Regions from separate parts of the Mus musculus genome. Here region 2 is linked to region 1. Evidence: chromatin contacts called from public Hi-C data. All regions are on one chromosome and are shown on one strand. Each heading gives the region's core, a stretch centred on a gene start, on an enhancer-like site or on the middle of the called end of the contact. The rest is flanking DNA. Distances are from core to core; before and after follow the strand shown.

What was found. Hi-C and Micro-C count contacts between places; a contact is called where the count stands out from the background.
Region 2: a contact with region 1 is called in a Hi-C map of Sertoli cells, with 2.1 times the contacts expected there. The contact joins two enhancer-like sites. A contact is called at or near these places in 1 of 15 datasets of contacts at CTCF or cohesin (the NIH/3T3 cell line), 10 of 484 Hi-C or Micro-C datasets (Sertoli cells, cardiomyocytes, cortical glia and 7 more) and 2 of 115 datasets of contacts at active chromatin or transcription factors (astrocytes and embryonic stem cells).

What each region holds. Positions count from the first base shown.
Region 1 is chr8:14,353,842-14,361,672 of GRCm38.p6, reverse strand. All of the region lies in intron 3 of Dlgap2 (DLG associated protein 2), which reads right to left. Among named protein-coding and RNA genes, the nearest start is that of Gm26184, 84 kb to the right of the region's middle. Within about 2 kb of position 3,627, at least 4 of the 459 cell types and tissues checked have an H3K27ac peak or open chromatin away from gene starts, as enhancers often do. A contact at or near this core is called in Sertoli cells, where this site is marked.
Region 2 is chr8:14,635,915-14,643,745 of GRCm38.p6, reverse strand. All of the region lies in intron 4 of Dlgap2 (DLG associated protein 2), which reads right to left. Among named protein-coding and RNA genes, the nearest start is that of C030037F17Rik, 130 kb to the left of the region's middle. Within about 2 kb of position 4,560, at least 53 of the 459 cell types and tissues checked have an H3K27ac peak or open chromatin away from gene starts, as enhancers often do. A contact at or near this core is called in Sertoli cells, where this site is marked.

The sequences.
Region 1 (7,831 bases), core at 2,378-4,877:
TAGCTGTATCAAACAACTGGACAGTATTACATTCCAGAACTACTCTGGTTTTACATGGGAGGCCACTGGTGACCCTAAGGGCAGGATCATAGAGCAGAGCTAGCCACAGAGATGGGATCTCAGGAATGAAAAGGAAGATTAGGAGGGAGAATGGGGAAGGGGGGAGCAGGTGAAGCAAGGAAGCGGGTTGCAAAGATGAGGAAAAGCTCACTGCTGAGTTAAGATATGGGCCAAGGAAGCATCCCAAGTCACCCACACGGTAGCCAGACCAGGCGTATGGGTGATGACCGGGCAGATACTGCACAGTGATGGACAGGGTCAGCTGTGACTGAGGCAGAGAGGGAGGCACAGAGAGCAGTGCTGATGGTGTGTGCTCCACCTGACCGATGCTGGGTTTTAGTGATGTGGCACGACAGTTCAAGTCTACTTGAGCTTAAGAGTAAGAACTGAGACCTGGAGCCAGAGCAGGAGAGGAAGATTAGCAGAGTTCTGGAATTGGGGGCCATGATCCCAACAGACAAAAATCCTGTGTTCTGAAATCCCCCAGAGAGCCTGACCTCCTGAGGGTAAGTTCTGAATGTCGAAGTGAAAGAAATGTAAATCTGGAAACAGTCTAACAATTACTAAAATAGGGCTGGAGAGATGGCTCAGCAGTTAAGAGCACTGACTGCTGAAGGTCCTGAGTTCAAATCCCAGCAACCACATGGTGGCTCACAACCATCCGTAATGAGATCTGATGCCCTCTTCTGGTGTGTCTGAAGACAGCTACAGTGTACTTACATATAATAATAAATAAATCTTTTTTAAAAAACAATTACTAAAATAGCATTTATTTATGGTTAAAATGGTATTTAAGAGATAGAAAACTAGCACAGAGCACCACCCAGGCTACTTGACCTGATAATGTAGACCTAATAACCAAGCACACATTTGCAAATCAAACACTCAGTCTACACACAAGGATAACAGCCAGGGCGGGCAAACCATACGCACAGAGCCACACTTTTGAAACAGTAGCTCAATGGCACACGTCACCTGTATGGCAACTGTGTATGACGGCCTTGTATCACATGATACACTAAGAGTTTTAGAGAAATCCATAAAATAATAAATATGTACATTTTAAAAACTGGGGTGGGACATACAATTTGAGACACCCGAAGAGCTGGTATCTCTGAAAGTTTCTCTGCCATACAGCAATCTCCCTTCACTTGCTGAGGAACTTTTGACAGTTTTTGCAAACACAATGCAGTCAGTCTGCCTAGTCTTAGCTCCTCCTGGGCACAGCTGGAGACTCAACTTTGAGCTGACTCTCTGTCACCATGAGCTGAGCTGTCCTGTGTCTGTTGCCTACGATGTTCCATCTCCTCGCTGTGCACTATGAGAGACTTCACTGCGAACTGTGTCCTGTGCCCTCACTGTGAGCTAGGTCCCCTCCCGTCCCCATGAACTGGGTGCCATTCTCCAGCTTCAAACACCCAGTACAATACAGTTGGTACAGAGTAGGGACTGGTTTGCTACGTGAACCTCGCAATCAGAGTTTGATGGAGCACTGCCTGGGGAGGATTCCTGTACATGGACCCTGTCCTTTGCAGACTTGCACATATCCCTCACTTGTATGAGTGACAGGTGTCCCATGGCAGGGAGACCCCTTAGGATACTTCTCACAGCGCAACAGCCTCATCCCCGCTCAGGGCTGTGTGAGGGAGGAGGAAGGAGTGGAGTGTTGAGTCCTTTCTCTGGAGTTGAACCAGCAGAACAGGGCCTGCACACGGTCACCCAAGGAACAATGGGCCTCTATGCTGAAAGATGTTTGTGGGCTGCCTCCTTCCTCCAGAAAAGCCCCCAGACTGCACAGACACTGTGAGACCTACCACCAGTAGTTACACTTTACGTAGCTCTCCTCCAGCTAAACTCCGGCCTTCTTCTTCTACACTTATCTTCTCTGACTTGTCACCGAAGCAGGCCTTAAGTCTACCTCCTTCCTATTTTATACTCTACTATTCTATACTATAGCTTCCTAAAAAGAGGCCAAGAGGCATTTCTTCTTCTAGGTACCCAAAACACAGGTAATAGGTGCCCACACGGAGGCTTGCTTAACTCACCATTGGCAACTGTGGTGGTTAGAATATGCTTGGCCCAGGGAGTGGCATTGTTAGCACATGTGGCCTTGTTGGAAGAAGTGTGTCACTGTGGGGGTGGGCTTTAAGACCCTCATCCTAGATGCCTGAAAGCCAGTCTTTTGCTGTTTGCCTTCGCAACAAGAGGTAGGACTCTCAGCTCCTCCAGCCCCATGCCTGCCTGGATGCTGCCATGCTCCTGCCTCAATGATAATTGACTGAACCTCTGAACCTGCAAGTCAGCCCCAATTAAATGTTGTCCTTATAAGAGTAGCCCCTGTCATGGTGTCTGTTCACAGAAGAACACTAAAACAACAACCCAACACACTAACCATCCTTCTACTCACAACTGATCTCAATCCACTCAAGCCAGTCACGGTCATCTGAGGGTCTTACCTGTTCTGCTCCATCCCTTCCTCTATTGTGGCACTCCTGGCCTTCCTTCTCTCTGCCACTAATCAGGTATTTTCCATTCACTGTCACTTCCTGGGGATCAGCTACACCCACAAGGTATAGCACCGACTTTCCACTGGTGGCAGTCGCTTCACCAGCCTCTTCCTCATGGGCCTTATCAGCAGGTATGCAGTCACAGTGGGGTTACAGTCTGAACCCCCCCCCATGGCCTTCAGCACCCACAGCTTTCCAGATACCAACTCTCCCCAGGTTCATGATAGCCACCACTTGTATTTTGGCCTTTATCAATCCAGGAGAGCACTTGCAAGTTTTCAAGATCCTGGAGAGATGGCCCAACTGTTGTCTGGCCTCTCAGTCAGAATTCCCATTACTTTGCTTCTTTCTGAACTTCGCTTCTGTATATGTATATGTGTATGTATATGTATCTTCTGTATATAATGTGTGTATATATGTACATATGTATATGTGTGTGTATGCATATGTACAAATGTATGTATGTGTGTATGTATGTACATATGTATGTGTGTGTGTGTGTGTGTGTGTGTGTATGTGCTATCGTGAAGGCACAGGCTTGCTTCTGTATCCAGCCCCTGCCTACATGTGAACTAAGGCTGCACACACTCTCAGCCTTCACCTACTGGGGACCCCACCTGGGGATGTCACAGTAAACGCCTCCACAGACACAGCCCTACTCCCCTGAGCTCAGACTCATGCCTTTCCTCCCACCAGCTACATAGCCCTTGAGAAAAGGGTGACAAGCCTGAAGCTGTCCTTTGACAGTTCATGTTTACAAGATATAAACAATTCTCTCCTTTTTTTTTGCTAAATATTAAAGTATCAAAAATTACATTCTGTGAAGGCCCTGTGCCAGTATGTCTTTCATGATACCTCTAGGAGCTGTCCTCAGATCTACAGAAGTCATGATATGGATTTTCTTCCATGGGAGCTGTGACCTTGAGACAGACCACACTCTAGACTGATGTTGTCCCTGTTTTGAGGCAGTGAGAGCTCCTATCTTTGTATCCCTGTATACTTGATCAGCCCCCATGAGAAAGCTGGTGCCAGCTCCCTGCAGCCCTGCAGATAGTGAAGGATTTTCCACTCCAAGGCAGAGCAGGACTACATACTTCTTTTGCCCCAGCAAAACATCTGTCTCTGCCTTGCAATGCGGGTGCACGGCTCCATCTAGGGGACAAAGTTACTTCAACAGTGAATACTCAGAGAGGTCTAGGGTTACCTAGAGCCCCAGAGAACAAAAGGCAGAAACTATTTGATCGCGTTTCTGACAGAAGAACCCAGCTGAGACCCTGAAGAGCTTCCACTGGGGTGGCAGAAAAGACACAGCTCCATGGTTAAGAGAGGAGACATCTGTATCATCATGCCTAGCAACACAGCTGTGTGATTGGAGGGGAAATGGCCCCCGCAGCTCATAGCTTTCAATACCTGGTCTCCAGTTGGTGGAACTTTTTGGGAAGGATTAGGAGGTGTGGCCTTGGCGTAGAAGGTGTGTTACTGGGGGTGGGCTTTGAGCTCTTAAAAGCCTGATGTCCTTCCCAGTGTTCCCTCTCTACCTTGTGGTTGTGTCAAAAGATGTGAGCTCTCAGTTGGTCCTGCTGCCATGCCTTTGCACCACCATCACAGATTCTGACCCACCGAAACCATATATATGCCCAATTAAATTTTATATATATATATACATATATATATATATATATACACATATATATATACACACACATATATATATATACACACACACACATATATACACACATATGTATATACATGTACATCATACAGTATACATATATGTGTGTGTATGCATGTGTATATTTATAATATTTAAATTATATATACATATATTCTATATATCATGTATACATATGTATACATGTATATATGTGTACATGTATATTTATATTTAAATATATATTTAAATTACATATTATATATATGTATGTATATGTATCCTTAGCTATGCTGTTTCCCCCACTGCAATAGCAAAGTTACTAACATAGTAGTTCACAGCTCTTTTACTCCCTTATAAGCTTCTCAGGTTTATGGACATACAGATGCATACACCTTGAGGCCATGGTGCCCACTCAAAAGGGAAACTAAAGAAATCAATGGGAATGTAGGTCTCCATCTACCCACAACTGTAACCACTCTGGTCAGATTTATTACTGTATTCACACAAGTTTCTTCAAACTGTTTTAAAATTCAGAACATAAAAAGCAGCAGGTATGTTAAGGGAGGAAACTTGGTTCACGGACAACAAGGCATGATGTGAAAACGGGAGCAGGGACTCAGAGGTAAAAACAGATGCACAGCCCCGCAGAGCACACAGTGGAGCTCACAGGTCAGGCTCCAGCTCCAAGGGGTGGGTGAAGCACCTGCCTTGAGCTCTTCATGATATGGGTTGTAGGATCTGCTCGGTTTGTAAAGTGTTTACTGCACAGGCTTGAGTACCTGAGTTCAATTTCCCAGAAAAGAAAAAAGAAACAAAAGCAAAACCAAAACACAGACACACACACACACATGTATACAGACAGATACACACACACACATACACACATATGTTGTGCCCACCTCAGCCGGCAAGGAAGACACAACACGGTTGGATTCTTCTCAACAGCCTTTATTGCAGGAACACCTCGATGCTGCTACGGGGACCCTGGGAACCCAGGGAGGTCTGCTTATATGCACCCCAGCACAGGAGAAGGCTTCGTGGCCCCCTGGGATTGGTCAGTCTGCCGGCACCTAATTTGCATGCATCCGCTTGGGAGGGGTTGGAGCCAGATTCGGGCTTACACCTGCGCTGATGTTGTTTATGACAATGGCACACCAGAAACCGGCGCCATCTTAGAGTTGGCTTCCTACACACATGCACATATGTGTGTGTGTGTGCGCACACATGCTGGTCCATGGTTGCAGTCCCAATCCTCGGGTGTAGGGTGAAAACAGACAGATATCTGGGGCTCACTGGACTGCCTTGACTAATTAGCAAGTTGCAGGTTAATATGAAACCTGTCTTGTCTGGAGCCTCCCAGCCTGGAGTGGGTTAAAATGGGACACAGAGTAGGACTCTGATGTGGCTTTAAAGACTGATGGTCTCTGGATGTCCTAGGTCTCTAATTATACTGAAATGCTGATGATAACTTTGAAAAAGTCCTAAAAACTTTCTTGTCCATTCTGAGGGATAAAAGCCTCTGATTTAGGAGATTGACTCCTGTAGCCTAACAGCGGGGGATTAAGTAATGTGGCCTTTGTTCTATCTCTGCAGGAATTGCTGGGCTCTCTCACTTTCAGCCTGCTGGTTGAAGTCTCAGGAAGAAAAAGGGAAAGAGAATGTAGCCTTTATTTCTAAGTTGTAAAAAGTTTCCTATGAAAGCTCTCTAAGAAAAAGGGGAAAAACAGAACGACACCAAGTGGGGCAAGGGAAATTCAGGCTCTTCTCTTTGTCCTCAGCACTTATCCATCTTTCAGAATACGTGGTCACATGGCAAAAAGTTCATCATACGTTTACACATAAGATCAAATCATAAATGGAATAAGAAGTTTACAACAGAGAATGTTTGCATGCTTATCCACTAGGAGTAATTATCCCATTAAACCATCACCACCTGTCACAGCTCCACAGGTTCATTGAGAGTTACAAACCATAACTAAGCTATTAGTGACGTTTAGTATAGATAAACCCAGACAATATTTTACCTTCTGTCCAAGCACCTATAATAAATCGTTAGTTCCCTTTTTATGACCTTTGGTTAATGGTTTTACCACCTCTTGGAATGTGCTCTGGGTAGTAGAAAGTCTGGTTTCTATCTAGAAGCAATTAACTGGTGACACATGGGAGAATGACAGTTCTCATTGCAGTTTTAAAATGGACCTAATAGCAGTACCACTATAAAAGAGTGTAATAAATACTGATACAATTTCAGGAATTCTTACAGGATCATCATTAATAATTAATAAATCATCTATTTGTCTAAATAGCATCACAAGACAGTATGTCTTCGTAGATCAGCAGAGATCTACTCAAAAGGGTGGGGTAATACCTCCTGATTGTTATATATGTTTAATAATAAGAGAAAAGGCATATTAATAGCAGGAGTCTTTCCTAAAATGATTTCCTCCTGGGCCTTGCCTATCGGAGTTCCATCGTAGATTTTAATCTAAGGAAGTTATCTTAGGAAGAGCACCTGCTATGATGGCTCCTGACACTGTCTCAAAAAACAAAAGGTAAGAAAGAAGGGAAAGAAAGGGAGGAGAAGGGAGGAGAAGGGAAGGGAGGGGTGAGGAGAGAAGGGGTGGGGAGAGGAGAGGAGGAGAGGGGAGGGGAGGAGTGGGGAAGGAAGAGGAGGAGAGGGGAGAGGAAGAGGTGGGAGAGAAAAGGAAGGGTGGAGAGAGGAAGAGAGGGGAGGGGTGAGGAGAGGAGGGGTGGGGAGAGGAAAGGAGGAGTGGGGAGAGATAAGGAGGGGTGGGGAGAGGAAAGGAGGGGTGGGGAGAGGAAAAGACAAACAAACAAGATAAGTGGCACCTGAAGATGGACAATTGAACTCTGGCCTCCACAAACATGTGCACACATATAGACATGAACAACAAAAAATTATCTCTCTGTGGCCCAGTGCCATGTGAACAAGAAACAGTGAATGGCTTCCTGGGGCAGAAGGAAAACTATGCCCCCTGGGAAGACTGTAGGCTCTGAGTTTCCCATCTGTGCGTTGCACACATCACACCGTCGTAATTGTTCCCTGCCGACAGGAATGGTATAGGACTGGGTATGAGGAAGGTGCCATGTGTCTCTGGTCAGAGATCGGCCTGAGCTGAGTGTAGCAGGCACCAGCCTTTCACATGATAGGGAGGCAATGCCCCCAGCCCTTTATGCTTCCCATAATAACAACAACAAAGATAGCAACAGGATTCTGACTTGCTGAGCTTAAAGACATGATTTTAAAATTTTTCCTTCCTTAAACAGTCAGGTGAATGGGGTATTTATGTCAGTCCTTTCTTACTGTGGACAATTTAAATTATATCAGACTTATATTTCATGTTTAAATTTTATTTAAAGTAACCCTATCCAAGATCAGGATAGATATCGCCCTTCAGGAGAGAGGAGACAGTTCTACAGTGTGTCAGCAGTCAATAGTGGCTGTTCAACCCTTGAAGTAGCACTCAGTGTGCCTAGAGACACTCAGTGTGCATAAAGTGGAAGTCTTCGAGTGTCCCATAGACTGACTCACAGGAACATGCCGTACTCTGCAAAACAAGGCAGGTCACCAGAAGAAAAATTCTCA
Region 2 (7,831 bases), core at 3,311-5,810, 280 kb before region 1:
CAGGTGTCAACCAGTCACCATGAGCCTGAGCCAATGTGGACCTACAACATTGTCCAAAGGCCCAAGTACTATAGGCTTGGTCCTCGGCTTCTTGATGTTGGGGGATGGTAGTACCTGAAAGAGGCAACATCTAGTGGGAGATCTTAGGGCCAGTAGCTGTGCCCTTGAAGGAGATTATGGAGTCCAGTCCCTTCCATTATCTCTTGCTCCTGGCCACGAGGTGGGTACACTCCTACTACCTCACACTGCCCCCCCCCCCCAGGCCACACGCAATGGCCACGAGTGATCCACTGCCTTGGGAGACACCACCATAGACAGAGCCAGAAGTGCACTTCACTAATCCAGTGTAGTTCACTAATTCAGAGTGTACTTCACTAATCTAGAAGCTTCTCCCTCCAGTCCCGTTGACAATCAGGATTAAACTGCATCCCATAATCCTTTCTCTTTGCAAATGTCTTTACTTCATTTTCATTTCCCCTCACTATAATAAAATTAGAGCAGATGGGGGTTTTCCCTTGGCTTATGGTCCATCACTTTGAAGTACAGGATCAGGAACTTGAAGCAGCTGGTCATCAGACCCACAGGCACAGTCATGGAATAGTGGAGTGATATGTGTGCCCTTTTGCTCAGTTCAAGATCTCCTTTTCATTCAGTTCAGGGTCTAGCCCATGAAAGGGTGCTGCCAACAATCATGGTTGGTTTTATACCTACATTAAACCAACCCCCCCCCCCCAAATGAACGTGCCCACAGTCAATCTCACCTAGATGGTGATTCACTCTGATTCCCAGATGGTTCTAGATTGTCTCAAATTGGCAATGAATTCTAACCACCATAGTAGCTATGCCCATGGGCACTGGGTATGATGAGAAAGCCGAGTAACACACAGCCATTGCTGTAAGCCTGTTGGCCACACAGGAGCAGCACAGAGAGTAGCCCATTCTAGGCTGCCCATGCTCACTGATTCTATGTAGGAGACCAACAGACCTAGGTGGGCTGGCAAAGAAGGTGGATGTTGGACTAGGATGGACCTATATGCTTGAGTCAGCATAGTGACATAACAGCTTCATGGCTTTGAACCTATGACTCATGTGATGACCAGTTCAGAAGGAAGTGAGACCAGAGGGCACAGGCATTGCTGGCCACGCATAGGGCAGGAGAAGGACACCAACTCAGCTAGCTGTCACAGTCCTCTCAGATGTTTCTTTCTGTATCTCTGCTCTATGTCTGACTCCTCCATCACTGTGCATGAGCATCCGTATGCTGCTGCATACAGGTGACGATCCAGCCCCCTGCACATCCTCTTGCCCCTCACACCATGTGGATTTCACTTCTTCGTTTATGTATTTAAGTTTCCAATGGCTAAAAAGGCCCCACCGAGGTTTAGTAAGTCAGTACAGAGGACAGTCACTAACCTTTAAGACTAGATTGGCCCATAATTTCCCATTTCTCTCTTTTATGCTTATTTTAAAGAGGATATTTCTTTATAACCAAAAGCTATTTTTAAGAGGACAACCACATTTTAACAGAATGTTCTTATTTTCATGTTGGTGTTTAGCAATTGTGGAAATGATGTGATTTCTAACAAAAAAAAACCCGCGGAGGCTATTAATATCAGGATATTGGTATTAGACACCATTCAAATTTGACTAGATTCTGCCTGTGCACACGGTTCCCATGGCAACCAGCACTGTATCTTACAGGAGGCGGTGCCTCCCCACCCTAAGAATTCTACCATCAACACAGTCCCAAATGTGGGACTTCATTTTCTGAAGAAGCTCTCATATGGTGAGGGCTCAAATACCACCCTGGCGAAAACAGTCATCATTTCTTTCTTCATTGTTAGTTTCCTGAAAATATTGCAGGCACAACTAATTATTTTTAAAAAAGAAAAGAATTTTCTAGTCAAAGGCTACGTGAGTGTCCACATGCATGACTGCCAAGGGTTCCTTTAATAAGCCATAGCTTTATGGGTCTTGCTATCGCCGAGCCAGACGAATAATTTTGTTCTTTAGAAAATTCCTCAGCAAGCCATTCAATGCCCCCCTCCCTCCCCGATTTGGACAGTGGGCTTAGTGAAAGGAGACAGACATCAGGATGCAGTTGCTTGTGTCCAGGAAGTGGGAGGGATAAGAGAAAGGTGGGGGACGTGGAAAAATGTGAGGTGAGGTGTATGTACCACAAGATGAAGGATCAGCATTTTGCACCTTTGAGGTACTTCCCCCTCACCTCTAGGGAACCCCGACTCCCTGTCCTATGGCACAGGGTGGCAGAAGTCTTAACTACTGGGAGCAGAGAGCTAAAGCAGAAATAGCCAGGATTTAACCCAATCCTCTAAACCAAGTGTTTAGGTCTCTTTCCCTGACTTTGGCATCAATATTCATTTTTAGTGCACAAACTAGGTGCTGATTGAGAGGATTAAGTTGATGAGGTCATCCTGTCATAAGCTGCAATGAGAGGTAAGGCCCCTGAGGTGGGGACCTGGTACCCTATTCCATCCAGCCCTAAGACCAGAGGGTCTCTGTTCCCATGAGTCTACTTCATCTGCTCAGGACTTAAAGCACAGCGTCATAAAGCATCGAGTCTAACGCTCTGGAGCAGTGTGGGTTCTGCTTCTCATTGTTAGCGATGATCAGTTCTAAAGATGGCCGTTTTAGAGGTTGCCCAGCTCCTGGCGCCTTGCTGCTTTGACTAAGCCACATGTGTCACAGGGGCAAAGTCATCTCTGCTTCACCGCAGCGCACAGCAGTAGCTTAAGCCACAAAGCTACTGTGGAAAACATGAGGTTTAAACCTAAAGAGGATGACCCAGCAATGCTTCTGCAATGAATAAGAGATGAAAGAAGGCCAGTGTGGGTTAAAGGGCACAGGCAGGGCTCCATGCCCAAATGCCCAAGGGTCCCAGAGTGGTCACAGATGAGGGTGCCTCCTTCAACGTCGACAAAGCTGCAGTTTTAGGGAGAGTATTTTGTGTATGTATGAAGATAAGAAATACTGGGAGTCAATGCCCCTGAGCTAGGAACAGATGCTGTTGAGATCTACTGGTGCAGGCTTATGAGGTAGAGGGGAGAAAAAGGAAGAAGATACCGGGAAAGTGGAGGGGTGTACTGGCTGGTTTTGTGTGTCAACGTGACACAAGCTGGAGTTATCACAGAGAAAGGAGCTTCAGTTGAGGAAATGCCTCCATGAGATCCAACTGTAAGGCATTTTCTCAATTAGTGATCAGTGTGGGAGGGCCCATTGTGGGTGGTGCCATCCCTGGGCTGGCAGTCTTGGGTTCTATAAGAAAGCAAGCTGAGCAAGCCAGGGGAAGCAAGCCAGTAAGTAACATCTCTCCATAACCTCTGCATCAGCTCCGGCTTCCTGACCTGCTTGAGTTCCAGTCCTGACTTCCTTTGGTGATGAACCAAGGTGTGGAAGTGTAAGCTGAATAAATCCTTTCCTCCCCAACTTGCTTCCTGGTCATGATGTTTGTGCAGGAATAGAAACCTGACTAAGACAAGGGGGAAGGAGGTGTGTGGAGGTACGCCATGTTTACAGAATGCCTTTGTCTGTCCAGATGCCTCACATTCTTTTGTAGCTTTTCAAGGCTGTGTGACTGTTATGCAGAAGGGTTACAAGCCCCCACCCCTGAAGAGAGCTGGCTCTGCAGGTGGTGAGAACCCGGTCTGACTGTGTGTGTCCTACCCATGACTCTAACTCAGGTATTCCTTGAGTGTCTCCATCACTCAGCCCCAATACAAGGGTCCTCTCCATAGTCTATGGCTGCTGGGGACACATAGCAAATCTTCTTGGGAGCCAGTCTGTCTGCTCCATGTTTAATTAGGGTCAGCCTGAGTAAGAAGATGGCCCAGCCGAGCTGTGGACAGTTTCATCCCAGCAAATAGCCCCATCTTAACTCTCCCAAGCTTTACCCCAATGTCCGAGCGCAGACCCAACTGGGCACTGTTTCTTCAATGACCTGCAAGAAATGGTTTGGAAAAAAACAAACAAACCAGGGCTTGGTAAGTTTCCCACTCTGCTTTTCTTCTCTGAAGAAAACCCCATATTTGCGTATAGGGTTTGAGCGTGTGGCTCTCAGGGCAGAATCATTCCCTGTTTCTGATAGGTCTAGGGTTCCTGGGAGCCCCAAGTCAGTCCCAGCTTACACTCTCCTGGTGAGAAGCAGGGCAGCACACAGGCCTGCTCTACCTGCTGCCCAAGTGGCTTCATCTCCCAGCACAGAAATCCAGTTTGGGTTCTCCTCTGCCTGTGATACAGTTCTGAGCATCTCGCCTGGATGTATGTTTGAAGAAGGCCAGACTGCCCAGTCTGCCGCTTGCAGTGTCCAGAGGTCAGGAGTTCTGCTGAGTTGATGACAACTCTGCACTAAGCGTGTGGGCTAGCTGGGTGACACCCAGGGCTCACAGGCCATCAAGTGTGACTGGCTGACAGTGTCATCCACGTCTTTCTAACGTAGACTTATGGGCTGGTTCCAGAGTCCTTCTACAAAGTATTCTTTGAAATGTGCTGTAGTACCAGGCCCTGGCCAGCTGTCTGTGCAGTGAGACCCTGGGGAGCCAGCGAACACACTTGTTTACTCTCCGCCAGAGTCATGTGCAGCCCGTGGCTGGCCCTGCCTCACAGTGAAAACTGCACAGGAACCCTCTCAAGAGATCTAAAACAGGCAGAGTGATTGGGGGCTTATATCCAAGGAAATCTTTTGAGAGTTTAGAGCCTAAAGTCATTAGATCTTATGGAACAAGAGAGCAGGGAATTGGAATTTACTTCACGGTCTGTCTGTCCCCCCTTGCCTGCTTCTGAGAGCTCGGACAATTGCTGTTGAAAGTCTGTAGGGGGGTGAAACCTGGTTGGATCATAGGGTGCTGTCTATACAGAAGGACACACAACCCTTGACATAGGAATCTGAGTATTCATGGGCTAGTTTCATGTCCTTGGCACAGTCAAGTCACACCTCATGATCCAGATTCCCAGGTCCCAGCACTGGGTTATGATAGCCCACTACTCTGAATCAGATCTCAGAGCACAGAGGGAATTCCAAGTATCTGCAGGCAACAGGCAGTGGGGTGAATGGGCCACGGCTGCCCCGTTCTTTTGTTCCCCCAAATCACAACATTGCCAATATGATGCATACAGAAGAGAGCAGCGTGGTACAAGTACTTTCAATATGATGCCTTAAAACATGTACTTTTTTCCCCATTAATAAACAGTCCTGAATTTAGAAATATAAAAAGAAGATAAGGTTTAATAACTTCAACATCTTTCACTCGCCTCTCATCTCTTTTGTCCCTCAGACAGCAGTTTTAAAAGAATATGTCCCCCGGATCTTCACGGGGCAATTAAAAACAAATGTTTAGACAAGGCCCGTCTCCTCAACAGGGCTCATCTATGGCCTCTAACCCCTTGAATTCAATGTGTGCAGCCTGTCTGCGTGTTTATCTGAAGCTTGGAGCAGCTCTGGAACGCAGAGGCCATTTCTCAGGCTAAATTTGGCAGCCGCTTTTGTGGAGAAAGCAAAACAAATCCGTGAAGAATGTTATGTGTGGCAGTCTTCGTTTCACAGCTGATCTTCACAAATGTCTTCGCCAAGGGGGGATGGGTGGGGACAGACATCTGTGCCTGTCACAAGGGTGTGTGCGGAAACTGTACTGCAGGTTCAGAATACCAGGTTCAAGTCCTCCTGATCTCTGTGCGGTGACTAGCCTGTCTGAAGGCTGTGGGATCGGGGTTGCTGACAAGCATCAAAGAGCTTATGGGATGGATGTAATGGCGGTCATATTTTGTAGATGGAGTCACCACACACATAAAGAACAACTGAAACAGGTGATTACATTATATAACATATAGTATGGAGAGAAGCAAATGTTTGCCTGGCCTTCTTAGTTATATGTATCTCATATATGTATATATGTATATGCATATGTATGTGTATGTGTGTATGTATGTGTATGTATATGTATGTGTATACATACACATACATACACAAATATACATATACATCATATACATATATATGAGACCAAGGCCTCACTGTAAACCTGCCAATGTGTCAGGTGACCACAAATAGGAAATAGGTCACTAACAACTCATAGTCTGAGGGTTCATCACCTTTGCCCTTGGAGACAGCTTTCGTGGAGAAAGCCTGAGCCTCAATGGTAGAAAAATCACCCATACCCCCTGCTTCTTTTCTTGGTTCCCCACTACTGGGGGAGGAGTGTTGATCCATGCCCAGCAAGGGGACTGAACCTACCCACTTGGATGCTGAGAGCTGTTTCTATCTGTCAGCATCCCATCAATAATCATGGGGAATCAACAGAAATATATCCGTACCCTACTACTAAAATAATAATAATAATAAAAATGTAAAGATAGTGAGGTTTAGTCTTTAAAGGAGTTCTAGAAATGAATCAATGCATGAACACAGTGATTCTAGTGATATGTTGGGCAGGAGATCTGATGGTTACGAAAGGCTGATGACTGACATTTTCCTTCCCAGGAGCTATAAACTGTATTAAGGTAATGAAGCTAGCTACTTTGGCTTAACATCTTGGAGTTCACAGTCATGCCCAGGTCGAAACCCTTCCTCTGTCCTCAGTGTAAGTGGGCAGGTGTGCTGGGCTCTTTCCAAATGAAGAGCCTCAGACAGCAGAAATGGTGATACTTTGCCAAAGCTTCAAAGATCAGAGACAGTGGCGTGAGCCTTGGAGGGCTGGACACTGACAGGCCACCAGTTATATCCTATGTTTGCTCTTCCAGGCTGTGGTGAAAATAGACACCTGGTCTTTCATTTTAATCACTCAAAAGAGTCATTAAAAACCATGTATATGTGTATATGCTATATAATATACATAAAATAATAAAAGCCTCTATAAAAAGAGTCTATTACTAGCCATGATCATTGTTGCTATTATTTATGGATCCTTTAGTAAACATGTCAGAGGAAATGGGTTTGCTATAGTGGTGGTATTGTCAGGGAGTGTATGGATCCAGGTTTTCTGGATGTCTAAATATACCTTCCACCCTACCATCAAAAGGCAGCTTACACTCCACAGTCTTCAGTCTCAGGTATCTGCCTGAGTGACCTTGGGGGGAGGGGACAACGTTCTCTTTGCATGTGAAGAAGCAGGACATTAATGTCTATAGGTGACTCCTCTGCTGAGAATAATGAGCCTCCTAACACTTAGTCAGCATTATTATTTCCTTCTTATTTCCAGCAAGGATGATTCCAAAAGCTTATTTAGAATCTAAATTAAAATCCAACCAAAGGAACCACAGATCATTGATAACATATAGGGATTAAAATCTTTTTGCCAAGAATGTCATTTTGAACGTGAACACTGAAGCCCGTTAATGAGCCGTAACATTACCCAAAGGGCAAAATTCCACTTCGTGGTTTATTTTACCTACCGTAACATAACTGTTCTCATTAAAAATGAATTACACTTCTGTGCACGCACTGAATCTCTCTTGTCTGCTTTTATTCTGTGGTACAAGGGTTTCTGCTGAACATCTCCAAATTAAGAGGAATGCCTAGCATAACCATCCTCAAACATTTTCTTTGTGTTCCCTTACCCCACAGTCACTGGCCACACTGCCCTTGCCAGATCAGACACTTCAATCATTTCTAAGTGGACACAGAGGACTCCTGTGCTTTGCTGAGAGGGTATGGGAGAGCAAGCACTGAACACGACCCAGTGGAGACAGAGGCACCTTGACTGCATCATGGAAGAGGAGCTTATGGGTGGAGAGGTGACGGTACCTGGCACCTTCCCACTGTACCATGGCACTGCTATATCTATGCCCCTTTGGTTCTCTGTTGCGCTAAGAAGCCATG